3 separate regions of the Sus scrofa genome follow, and regions 2 and 3 are each linked to region 1. The links are chromatin contacts, called in public HiChIP or PLAC-seq maps. All regions are on one chromosome and are shown on one strand. The core of a region is the stretch at or near the end of the contact, and the rest is flanking DNA. Distances in the headings are between cores, read along the strand shown. Region 1 holds the start of BLZF1 (golgin-45). Region 2 holds the start of SCYL3 (protein-associating with the carboxyl-terminal domain of ezrin). Region 3 holds the start of METTL18 (histidine protein methyltransferase 1 homolog).

What was found. HiChIP or PLAC-seq counts read pairs in DNA pulled down with a chosen protein or histone mark.
Region 2: a contact with region 1 is called in an H3K27ac HiChIP or PLAC-seq map of alveolar macrophages. The contact joins the promoter of SCYL3 here to the promoter of BLZF1 in region 1. A contact is called at or near these places in 1 of 5 promoter capture datasets (liver), 2 of 47 Hi-C or Micro-C datasets (blood and liver) and 1 of 2 datasets of contacts at active chromatin or transcription factors (alveolar macrophages).
Region 3: an H3K27ac HiChIP or PLAC-seq map of alveolar macrophages shows a contact between it and region 1. The contact joins the promoter of METTL18 here to the promoter of BLZF1 in region 1. A contact is called at or near these places in 1 of 5 promoter capture datasets (liver) and 1 of 2 datasets of contacts at active chromatin or transcription factors (alveolar macrophages).

The regions. Positions count from the first base shown.
Region 1 is chr4:81,637,595-81,641,627 of Sscrofa11.1, forward strand. BLZF1 (golgin-45) reads right to left here and starts at 2,194. Exons shown (of 7, transcript XM_003355067.4): 1 at 1,819-2,194; 2 at 415-488. The coding sequence starts at 445. NME7 (nucleoside diphosphate kinase 7) reads left to right here and starts at 2,313. Exons shown (of 13, transcript XM_021089439.1): 1 at 2,313-2,447. The coding sequence starts at 2,445.
Region 2 is chr4:81,131,936-81,135,968 of Sscrofa11.1, forward strand. It overlaps SCYL3 (protein-associating with the carboxyl-terminal domain of ezrin), which reads left to right and starts at 2,100. Exons shown (of 14, transcript XM_001927973.6): 1 at 2,100-2,581.
Region 3 is chr4:81,214,168-81,218,200 of Sscrofa11.1, forward strand. METTL18 (histidine protein methyltransferase 1 homolog) reads left to right here and starts at 1,940. Exons shown (of 2, transcript XM_021089436.1): 1 at 1,940-2,094; 2 at 3,049-4,033. The coding sequence starts at 3,259. It overlaps C4H1orf112, which reads right to left and starts at 1,927. Exons shown (of 24, transcript XM_001928004.6): 1 at 1,748-1,927. The coding sequence starts at 1,858.

The DNA of each region.
Region 1 (4,033 bases), core at 944-3,443:
GCACTTCTAATCCAATATGACTGATGTACTTATAAAAAGGAGAAATTTGGACACAGAAACATACACACAGTTTTTTGTCCATCTACCTAAATTTTGAAAATGTATACTCTTATTTATTTAAATCTAATCTTCTAGTGGGCAGAGAACATAGATGTAAAAATTTGCTTTATACTAAATGTTTAACAATAGTAGACATAAACAGTAGTAATAAATATTATCAAATGATGCTAATATTCAACTGTATACCTGAAGTACTGATGTAAACAGTGCATTAAAAGACAAATACGAAGAGATGTGAAACAAATAATTCCTAAGGGTTCTGTGAGATTTTGCTACCTGGCTCAAACAATCCTTTGTCCTATCATCATAAATTCCATGTTTTAAAACAATTATCATCAAAGGAAGAAAACTTACCTTTGGTTTCTAAACCTTCAAGAGTAGTCATTTTTTTAAAAATGAAAATGTACCCCGGGCTTCTACTGAAAAACCTAAATATGAATAAAATGAAATAATTAAAACAATACCATATAAACACATTCATTAAGTCCCTGTCATTTAAAGATTATGATATTCTACTTGCTTCTTCATTTAGTAAACCTGCATTTAGGGAGTGCCCCTTACACCCCTTTTTCACAAGGTGATATTGTTATGACTACCCAATGTCTTAAAAAAAATGAGAGGTGGTTTACTTTCAAATTCCTGCTTCACTGGTATACTCTAAATTATCACCTATATACTCTAAATTATCAGATATGCGTCCTTAAATTTAGCTCAGAAATAGTACTGTAGTTACTACAGGTGCTCTGTATTATTGATAGATACCAGGAACTTAAAAGTAATTAGGAATTCCAGTCCTGGTGCAGTGGAAACGAATCCGTCTAGCAACCGTGAGGTTGCGGGTTCAATCCCTGGCCTAGATCAGTAGGTTAAGGAACTGGTGTTGCCATGAGCTTCGGTGTAGGTCGCAGAGACAGCTTGGATAGTGTGCTGTTGTGGCTGTGTTGTAGGCCAGCAGCTTAGCTCGGATTCCACCCCTAGCCTAGGAAACTCCAAATACTGCGGATGCAGCCCAAAAAAGGGGAAAAAAAAAGGTATTAAAGTAATTACCTTCTCAGGAGACATGGACACTATTTTGTTCACTACATGACAGAGGAGCTTCTGTTTAGATGTTTAACAAGTGACAAAAAATTCATAATAACTTAATTTGCATTTCTTGGTAAAAATTAAAATGTCATAGCATATATTTTCAGAATGTATGCATGACCTTACTAAATCTTAGTCTTACTAAGATTCAGGCGAGAACATGAGAAGGAAGGTAATACTAATGCAGTGATCACGAATGATGAACCAGGCACTAGATGACAAATGGTTTCACTCACAAAAATGATAACTCTTGAGTACTCGATATAACTCAGCATAGCGTCTTCCGTGCCTACCTTCCTTAAAAGTCACACCCCCGCCGCCACTGTTCTGAAAAATAGCTCTCCAAAGACCCTTCGCAAGAGCAATGAACCCTCGGAAGATGCGCAGGGAAATGTACAAAGGTCTGCAGGCAAATACTAATTGAAGGGGGTGGGGGTGGGTCTGGAGTGTGTAACAGGTATGAAGGTGGCAGGAGTGGAAGCGACAATCCTGTCAACCTCTGCCATCCCCAGAAGTCAAATCCAAAGTTCCGTCCCTGTCTGAACAAACCTTCCTGGAACAACGGGCAACCTTTCCTTAAATCTAAAGCGACTGAATGAACAACACACTTCAATCCAAACCTCTGTCCCTTTCCAAAATCCCCTCTCAGTTACACAAGCCCTTTCCTGGACTTACCTCTCAGATTCTTACTCTCCCAATTGCAGGGGGCCTCACTTTACAGGTTCTTTGGCTAGATATCACGGGTTAACTTCCGCGCACACTCCTCTAGCATTCCGAAGCCGATCCGCCCCAACCTTGGGGACATCAAGCTTTTGGTTCACGGCTAATTACTTCCGATTACTCAGGGTTTCGTTTCCGGAATACTTTTCAGAAGGAAAACACTTTTGGTGCCATTTAAACTCAAGTGACGCAGTGACGCAGAATATACGATTCAAGACTTCAGTAAAACAAAACTGGGTAGACTCTTATTAAAAAATAAAAAAAAGAATACTTGGACCCTAGCCGCATATAAGCCTGAACTTCCGGGTCGCCTTTCAACCAAACGGAAGTGATGATGCTGGAAAGAGGTAGGTGGTGTTCCGTTGCTCCAAGCTACGGCGTGAAGGGGCGGGTCGGTCGGCTGGGTGGGCGGAGCTCTATTTACTCCCAGCCACTAAGGACAAAGGGGCGGGGTAGTGGCGGCCCGCTCCGAGTCCGGCAGTAGGTGGGGCTCTGTTGCCAGAGTAACCTGGCGTTGGTGTTGGTGTAGGTGTTTTCCAGTCGCAAAGTTACCTATTTCCTGGTGCTGAGATCCCGAGGCGATGGTGAGTGCAAGGCGGTGTCAGAAGAAAGGCATCGCGGTCTTGTTTATGCTTTGTCCCAGGTCCTGGGGCGTCTGGGCGTTGAGAGGCATCCAGATCGCTTCTACCTTCGGCTGGTTATTTCTTTGTCCCTTTCCAGGAACTGTCCGTGCAATTTCCTCGCTTTCCCTACTTCTTGCAGCACCCTGAATTACACTTTGGTCCTGCTGAGCCTGTAGAGTATTGTGACAGGAAGTTTAAGGCTAAGACACGGAGTCTAGTAGTCTGAGGTGAGACCTTATTTCGGTCAAACATTGGAGATGTATGCATTTTTCATCATTGCATTTTTTTCAACCTCTCAGCTTCACTTTAACACGCTTCATTTAAAAGTATGTGGTGATGTTTATTTGACTTTTTCATGACTGATCCGAATCTCTCTGAATCCTGTAGTCTTTGCTCTCTTGAGGGCCGAGTACCGTTCCACACCCTAAGGGCCACCTAATAATAGCTGCATTTTGCACTAGCCCTAAATTATACAGTTGATTACCTTTTAACAGGAATACTCCATAATATCACTTGGAAATCACTTCTGGAAAATTCACTTGCTAGAGCTTCACCTTCAGAAATTCTGCATGAATAGAAACAGGCTCCATATTTGCATTTTTAAAAAAGCCTATAGATGATTTTCATTCGATCACATGTTCGAGAATGCCAGGTATGGCTATGAAATTAAATATGGAGACCCACCCAGAGTTCCCGTTGTGGCTCTATGCATTAAAAACCAGAGTAGTATCCATGAGGATGTGGGTTTGATCCCTGGCCTCGCTCAGTGGGTGAAGGATCTGGCATTGCTGCAAGCTGCCGCTTAGGATTTAGCCAGAACCTGGCATTGCTGTGGTGTAGGCTTCGGATTGGACTCCTAGCGAGGGAACTTATATATGCCACAGGTGTGGCTCTAGAAAGAAAGAACAGCAACAACAAACAGAGATCCACCCACCACCCCTTCTTTCTCTGTTAGGTCTTGTGTTTCTAGTTCAGAGAAACAGGTATTGAAGGATAATGCTTCCATCTTTGCTCTAGATTTTATTCCCTCCCATTCCTTATAGGACTTTCTGCTTTTGGTTATATTTTTTTCTTTCCTGTGCTTTCAGCCTCTTCCTCACCATTTCCTTCTCCCCCCACCCCCCCCCCCGTGTTCAAGCCATACACCTTAAGAAAATGAAATAAAACAAAAGCACACCCCCAGCCTGTGTTCGTTCAGTTTATTGCCTAGTCCTCCCATTTATCAGTAAACTGCTTGAAAGCATAGTGCTTCCATTTGTATCAAATTCAGCTCTTTACTTTCATCCTCAGCACTCAGTTATCTGAATTCCTCTAATGGCTTCATGAAGTTGTTCTTGCTTAAATTTCTTATGGCCAAATCCAGGAGTTTCTTCTCAAAATTTATTTAGCCTCTCTTTGATAGATGAAGCTCATCATCATTCATTCCTTCTTTTTTTTTTTCCCCACTGGCTTTGCCTACTTTTTAAATGCCATTCTCTGGGATTCATTCCTTAATTTCTTAGTCTGTCCATTTTCTTTGGCTGATTTCATCCACACACAAGTGTTCC
Region 2 (4,033 bases), core at 850-3,349, 510 kb before region 1:
ACCAGAAATGGCTTTTTATTGGCAAAAATATTGAGGCAGAAGGTTAACTCAGGTAGTCAGTGTAGGAGCATGGGCTTTGATGCATTCTTTGATATTGCCATTGATTAACTTTTGTGGCTTAAGGGTTCCAGGGAGTAACACTTCCACAGGCTTTGTTTTATTATAAGAAATGAGCGTTCCCCGCTGGCTTTGTTTAATATAGAAAATGCAGATCTCTAGCCCACTCCTCAACTGATAAAAGAGGAATGAGAGGAGTTCCCGACGTGGCGCAGTGGTCAACGAATCCGACTAGGAATGATGAGGTTGCGGGTTCAATCCCTGGCCTTGCTCAGTGGGTTAAGGACCTGGCATTGCCGTGAGCTGTGGCGTAGGTCACAGATGTGGCTCCGATCCTGCATTGCTGTGGCTCTGGTGTAGGCTGGTGGCTACAGCTCTGATTAGACCCCTAACCTGGGAACCTCCACATGCCTCGGGAGCTGCCCTAGAAAAGGAAAAAAAAAAAAAAAAAAAAAAAAGGAATGAGAGGAATTGTAAAAGAAAAGGACAAAAGAAAACAAAACAACCCACAGAACTTCCAGGACATTTCCAACCCCCAAAGCCCTACTGGACAAGGACTGCTATAGGTACTTGAATAAGGCCAATGAGGGAAAACCACATTTTTCTGAACCCCACTTTGGTGCCTCTCCCCACCTTTAAGAGATAAAAACCCCTATAGGACAATAGAGAAAGGGGGCTCTTCTCTCCCCTCCCAGCAACCCTGGGAGCGATCAGCTTTCCTTTAATAAAGACATTGATTGCTGCCTGTGTGTTCCTGGAGGTCATCCTTCCACCACCTTGAACGAGAACCCGGATTCCAGTATCATCTTTCTGGCACCAGTATCAGCTTATTAGTTATGATGAATACTAGAGATGAGGTCTCAGAGAATGATCTCCACTCCTGAATAAACATGGTCTAAAAATTTGAGTCCTCAGCCTTTAGAGATGCCATCTAAGGTTTCATCTCTATTGGTCCTGGAAGATTTCTGGTTGCCAGATGCTGAGAATAACTATGATAACAGAATCCTACCATAACAGAATCCTACCTCTGCAGCCCTCTACTTCTGCTTCTCAACTTTCTAGAATGGCACCCCCCATACTATAGTTGCTATCTATAAGTGACTTTTGAGCACTGAAATATGGCTAGTTTAAATTGTAAAAAATACACATCAGATTTTAAAGACAGTACAAAAAATGTAAAATATCCCATTAATAATTTTTTATTATATTTTAACACCTATCTTCTGGATAGGTGTTAAAAAAAGGCAAAAAAAAAAAAAAAAAAGGAATGAGAGGAATGGTGAAAGAAAAAGACTAAACAAAACACCTATCTTCTGGATAGGTGTTAAAATATAATATTAACTTCACCTCAGAGTTTTTACTGTTTTTAATGTGGTTACTGGAAAATTTAAAATGACGTATGTGACTCAAATTGTATTTCCATAGGACAGTGCTGACGTAGGACAGAGCTCGATCTTCAATAACTTAACAGGACAGATAAAATACTATTTGTGTCTACTTTCTAATAAATACTCATTTCTGAATAAGGGACAAAGTTTGGTCTGATATTTGCTTTTATTTAATCGGGTAAAGAAATTGTGGGGTCCTTGTCCATATTGCTATAGACCAAAAAGAATTAAAAATTTTTAGGTGATCAAATGACTTAGCTGTCAACTGTTAGGTAGTAGAAACGTTAAAAACCAGCGATGATAATAACTACTACTAAGTCACATGCAAGATAACAGAAAAAAACTTGGTTGGAATCATGTAGTTTTAAAACTATCACGTATATTCTTTATTCCACAACACGCTATTAAGTAGCAACGATTAATATTAATAATAAGTACTATTAAGAGTCCTAACTTGACTCCTTGCAGAATTAACTGTAACTTCGCATCTTCTGCCTGAAAGGCTTCAGCGGCAATCACATCAACCTCCGCCAGCTTCAGCCGCGGACCCGCGCTACTCGGCCCACACAGCACAGCCAATCAGGGCTTTGGGGTGAGCTACGTCACTCTTCCGAAAGTCCTCTCCAATTTCCACAGTGCTCCTATTCTCCGCCCGCCTCTTTCCTATTTGTCCAAGGCGGCGGCGGACGGCCATTTTAGATTTGGGCGGAAATGCAGTTCAAACTGTGCGGTTAAAAGCCTGAAAATTAAAATCAAGCCATATTTGCACGTTAAACTTAAGGCCCAAGAAAGCAGTCACCTTCACGGACTAACTAGGCCGCGGGCACAGAGAGTGAACGGCGGAGTCGGCACCGGCGCCCACACTCAAGATGGCACCAGCTTGAGAATCACCCTCGCGGCCGCTCTATCTCGGTTCCGGGTTCCTTCGCTTCAGTGGTGGTGTTGGAGGGCTGAAGGCTGGCATTCTATCCGGCTTCCGGACAGTCTCTATGGTGCCGGAGGGACCAGACCTCAGAAGATTGTGGGTGTAGTGGCCAGAGCGTCACGGGGGAGGTGAGGGTGGTTGGTGTCAACAGGGGGCGAAGAGGGGACCGGAGCCAAGACCCTCGCCCGCCTCCCCCGCCGCCCTCCCGCAGGTAACAGGGAGCCCCACGCGGCGTCCTCCGTCAGTGCGGGCCTGGGCCGCGGGGGAGGGGGCCGGGCCGGGTGCGAGGCGGTGGGCGCGCGCGCCCCGATCTCGGGTCCGCGCTTGGGGCCCGCTCGGGGGCGAGCTCGGCGCGGCGCCGCTGCCGGTTGAGCTCTGCACTCCGGCTCCGCGCAGCCTCTCCTTGCTGAATGTGGGGCGCCCTGCTAACCTGGGCTTCCCGGGCGACCCCCGCCCGGTGCGGCGCTGGCGGCCGGAGCTTTCGAAGGAAGCGAAGGAGTTTCGCCTCGCGGGCAGGTGTGGAAGGTGAGGGGCCAGCGTCACAGGACTGCCGCCCCTGCCCCTCAGTGGTCCCGAGGAGTCGCGGTTGGACCCCCGCTCCCCTGCCCCAGCCCCCTGGCCGCCCTCCTCGCAGCGGGCAGGGCGAGTGTGCGCGGCGGGCCGGGACTGTGCCGGAGGCTGCGTGGCCAAGCCGCGGGAGCCTAGGGTTCCCCGCGCTGGATGCTGCCTTCATTTTCGATCCAAGACCAGTGCCAGGCCCCCAGAGGCCAGTTGGCTCCTGTCTTTGGGTAGTGCTTTTTGTTAAGAATAAAGATGAAACATTTCCCGGAAAATCATTTATAGGAAACCATGTGAGTCCTGAATTTTGGAATCCCTGTTACTATTTTTAAGTATTTTTTTATGCATACCCACATAACATCCCATGTCTTAGCTGAAATCATACGTAGTTCTTTTGGTCCATAAAGGCTTCATTATGTATTGCTGGACTGAGTTTAAGGAATGTATATGTGAAAGAGATCAAAGCAAAGGGTCTGAAGTACTGTTATCACCAGATGGCAGAATACGAATCAATACACGGTGCCCTTTGAACTCCCAATGCAAGCCCTTATGGTTGGAACTTCCAAGCCCAGGGAGCTAGGATCAAGATCATCTCGATTAATTGCTGTGAAATGAACAGAGGGAGAGAGCGTTCCCCGGAGCACACTGATTTCTTAGTTTAGTGTATGAGTTGCCCCATGACCTAGACAAGGGCTTTTAGTCCCACAGGTGGCCCAGAAACTTGATATGCTGGCCAAGGAAGCAAAAGGATGGAGGAAGATAGGTGAACAACATTTTAAAGAGAAGATCATGATGCATGTTCATGTCAGAAACTGGCTACCCAGCGTTTATTAGAGGGTGGAGATGGTAAATTCTGCAAAATACCCATGCTAATATCACAATATTAGAATATCCTTTTCTGCATTTTTGTGATTTCTTAATTTCAAAGTTAAAAGGTTTTATGTTTCCCCCTTAACTCCTCAAAACAAAAAAGAGCACTTTGGAAGTCCAGATATTTTTCTTTATCAGTATTACATTTCAGTAAGCCAGTTTTAGCTGAATTAAATAATTTTTAAAACACTTTGTATCAACAGTTTTGATGCCTCTTAGGAGACAGTTTTGTGAA
Region 3 (4,033 bases), core at 690-3,189, 420 kb before region 1:
AAAAGGCTTTCTGGAGTTCCTGTCATGGTGCAGCAGAAACGCATCCAACCGGAACCATGAGTTTGTGGGTTCAACCGTTGGCCTCGTTCAGTGGGTTAAGGATCTGGCGTAGGCCAGCAGCTGTAGCTTGGATTCGACCTCTAGCCTGGGAACCTCCATATGCCATGGGTGTGGCCCTAAAAAGCAAAAATAAATAAATAAATAAAAATTTTTTAAAAAATAAAAAGGCTTCCTGTACTTGTGGATCAAATAGAGTGAGGCAGTTGGGAGAGAAGGACAAAGCTTAAAACCTGAGGAGCCTTGAAGGTAAAAGTTTAGATTTTATTACTAATTTGTTAAGAAGCCTGGGGAATTACACAGTGTTTTCCACTCTGAACTTCTTTTGGAGAATGGATAATAAGAGGACATGAGTAAGAGAATTATTATTTTTCTTTCTATGTGCTGCACCTAGGGCCCTAAAAAGTAAAGGGAAAAAAAAAAAAAAAAGTCAGAAACAAAAGAAATGCTGACTGGATGTGATAAAGAGAAGATTGAAGGTTTTGGCTTGAGAAATCATTTATATAGATGAAGAAAGTTGGGGAAAGAACATGTTTGGGTTAAGTTTAAGATGCAAAACCAAGTGGGATGTTGATTTTCAATTACTGAAATCTCCCTATAACCTCAAGGGGTGAAAGAGGAACCATGTTCCTTTTCTCTGTTCCCCCAAAGATTAATACCCTCCCTGGTACATATTATGCATGTAGTAACAGATGAGGAGGACGACTATTTGTTTTCCAAGCCAAATTCCTTTAGGACAGCAATTCCATACCTACATAAGGACTAAGAAAAGGCTTTGGTACCTATGGCAATGCCCAGGAGAATGACTTCGATGTGACAGCAATATTTACATTTGGCCTCTACTGTAAAGTATTTGTGCAGTATTCAGACTCTCTAAAGTGAAGGGTTTTTTTTTTTTTTTTTTTGAGTGTATTCTTATGAAGTTTTATGTCCTCAAAGCTGTTTAAGAAATAAACAAAAATTATCCTTTAACATGAAGGGCTAGGACTTCAAGCACATTACAACCAAAACAGGATTAGCCTGATTAAAAATAATCCGCACCTGGACAACGCAGGCCTTAAATACCTCAAACCCAGCTGATCAAAGCTAATGACCAAGAAAGCAACTCCTATTCCCCAGCAATAAAGGAAAAAAGGTTCGAAAATGGGAGGGGAAGAACACTTTTATTTACTTAACATCTTTTACAGACTTGGCATCATGGGAGAACTACGTCCTTCAATTTGATTCTCACAATAGTGAGGAGAGTATTCATTTTCATCACCCATTTTAGAGGTAAGACCTCAGAGTATCTCCTCTCTCTACTACCTTCAGAGTCAGCTCAGCTTACCTCTCAAGTCTGAGTCCTTGCCTCCCCCGCTCCCCCCATGCAGAAGTCACACTTAATTGCAGGTACAGCACAACGCAAAGGCCCAGCGGAATGGAAGAAAACGCCACATCCACTGCCAAAATCACTGGCACAACACCTCTGCGAGTCCTTCCAGGGCCAAAGCCAGGCATGACTTCGGCCTCGGTACCTACGACTCTTTCCTGCTTTTCATTCCCTCGCTTATTTATCTCGCTTAGCAACAAAGAAAGCAAGAGGGTTGAAGCCGCAGGAACACAACACGGCCCCCGGGAGCCGGGATGAGGCACAGGAGGGAAAGTGAAGACCCGCCCCACAACCCTAAGTAGAAGTGACAATGAAGGATATAAGGAGCCGAGGCAGGACAGACGGCAGTTCCCGGCGGCAGACCTCCTCCGGCCAGCTACTTAATTCTTCCAGGGCAACCGCGCTCGCTGGGACCGCCCGTTCCTGAGACATCGTTTAGCTCTACTACCAAAGCTTCCAAGCGCTCCCGCCAAAGCCAAGACCGGAAACCCCCACCGTCCCGGCAGGCCTTGCGAGCCAAAACCATAGAGAGCAAGCGCGCGCCTTTCCTTGGTGAGTCCAGGAAGAACACGTCTGGGAAGAGAGTCGGGTTTGTCTGGCCTGAGGAGGACTCAACTCACTGGTGTGCACTTTCAGTCTGGAGGGTCTGGCTGGAGTTCTCCCACCCGGTGAGCTGCGAACCTGCGGGCGGGCGAGCTTCCCCAGGTCTGGATCACGTTAGTGTTGCTTTGAAACGCTGGAGATGGGGGAGGGGGATGTGAGTCCCTAGATTTGCTATCCTCCGTCCCTTGGGGCTTTGAGATTGCACGTCTGGAGTTGGGTTTGACCCGGGACCTGCAGCCGGAAATGACCCCAAGCCCTGCGGTGTAGGGAAGCAGAAACTACTCACTTAATGTGTGATCCTTCCCTGTATATCATAAGTAATGAGGATAAAGACCCCACCTGCCAGAATTGTTGTGCAGATCGAAGCAGTTGGTATGTATTAAGTGTCTGCACAATAGGTAGATGCAGAGAAGAGTCTCGATAAAGTTCCTCCCATTTTCTACGGGCCTCTTCACCTAGCTCAGTGCCCTTATTTTGTGTCAAAGTGATCTTTACTAATTTCTCCACAGGTACCCGACTCCCATACCCTTAGAGCTGCAGATGGCCGCTGAATGTTTGTAGTGAGGTCATTTGTATGAATTTACACACACCAGAGTATACCTGTGCATGTTTTTTTAAAAGGACGCTCATTTACCAAGTATAGGCTTGAAGTCGTTACTCGAAACTGTAACAGACTGAAGTGAAGAGATTCTGGCTGTTTGGGAAATAAATATGTTTGGGCAAGGTTATGACGGATGATGCCTGAGAATTTTGTACTTCTGTTATTTCTAGTTGTTGCCGCTGTTGTCATTTTGTTTGTTTTTATAGTTTATTCTTTTTTCCAGCTTTTGAACCCTGAAGAGTGTGTACGTTTCCAAATGTCTTCATCTCCCTCCACAGCATTCATAGAAAAGGCAGCTGGTTGGGGGTGGGGCTGGGGACTGGGGGCTATTGAATATTAGGTGTAAACCAAATGTGTCATTTTGCTTTTTAATAACAATTTCCTTTTTTTTTTTTTTTTTTTTTTTTTCCCCATCTAGAGCTAAATTGAAAGAAGAGTAAAGACCTCTAAAAAATCATCTGGAAATATCCCTAAATATTTGTAACTGTGTATAAGCAGCTAAAGAGAAGTAGGCCTCCAACAAAATTAACTAAATAATTGAGGCAGGGTTTTGTGCGTGTCATCAGTTCTATCCAGAAGTTGAAGAATCTTCCTTTGAGTTTAAGGATTGTGTGCACTTAATGAGAGAATGCCTTTTCAGTTTAATTTCACAATAGAAGACCATCTGGAAGATGAATTAATACCCCTTGAAGATGGAGCTTTGGCCCTGGATTTCTCTAAAGAGTCTTCAGTCTCAGAAAGACAAAAAGGTAAACACAGTGATAAAAAATCTTCTACAGAACAGTTTGACTTGCTTCAGGATCTTTTGTGGGAACATCAGTCAGGGGGAAATGCAGCTCCCTCTCAAGACACAGACCACTCACTCAATGGAACGAACAGTTTAAGTAACCTGGAGCCATATGAAAAAAAGCCCTGCTTGAGAGTTGCCAAAGAACATGCTCTGCCTAAAGATTTAAAGAAAGTGTTAGAAAGTAAAGTCATAGAAACATTACCAGGCCTTCAGCATGTTAACATATCAGTAGTGAAAACCATCCTTTTGAAAGATAACTTTTCTGGAGAAAACATCATTTCAAAAAGCTTTTCTTCTCACTCTGATCTGATTACAGGTGTTTATGAAGGAGGTTTAAAAATCTGGGAGTGTACCTTTGACCTCCTGGCCTATTTTACAAAGGCCAAAGTGAAATTTGCTGGGAAAAAAGTGTTGGACCTTGGTTGTGGTTCAGGGTTGCTGGGTATAATGGCATTCAAGGGAGGGGCCAAAGAAATTCATTTTCAAGATTATAACAGTGTGGTGATTGATGAAGTAACTTTACCTAACGTAGTGGCTAACTCCACTTTGGAAGATGAAGAAAATGACCTAAATGAGCCAGATGTGAAAAGATGCAGAAAATCAAAAGTAGCAC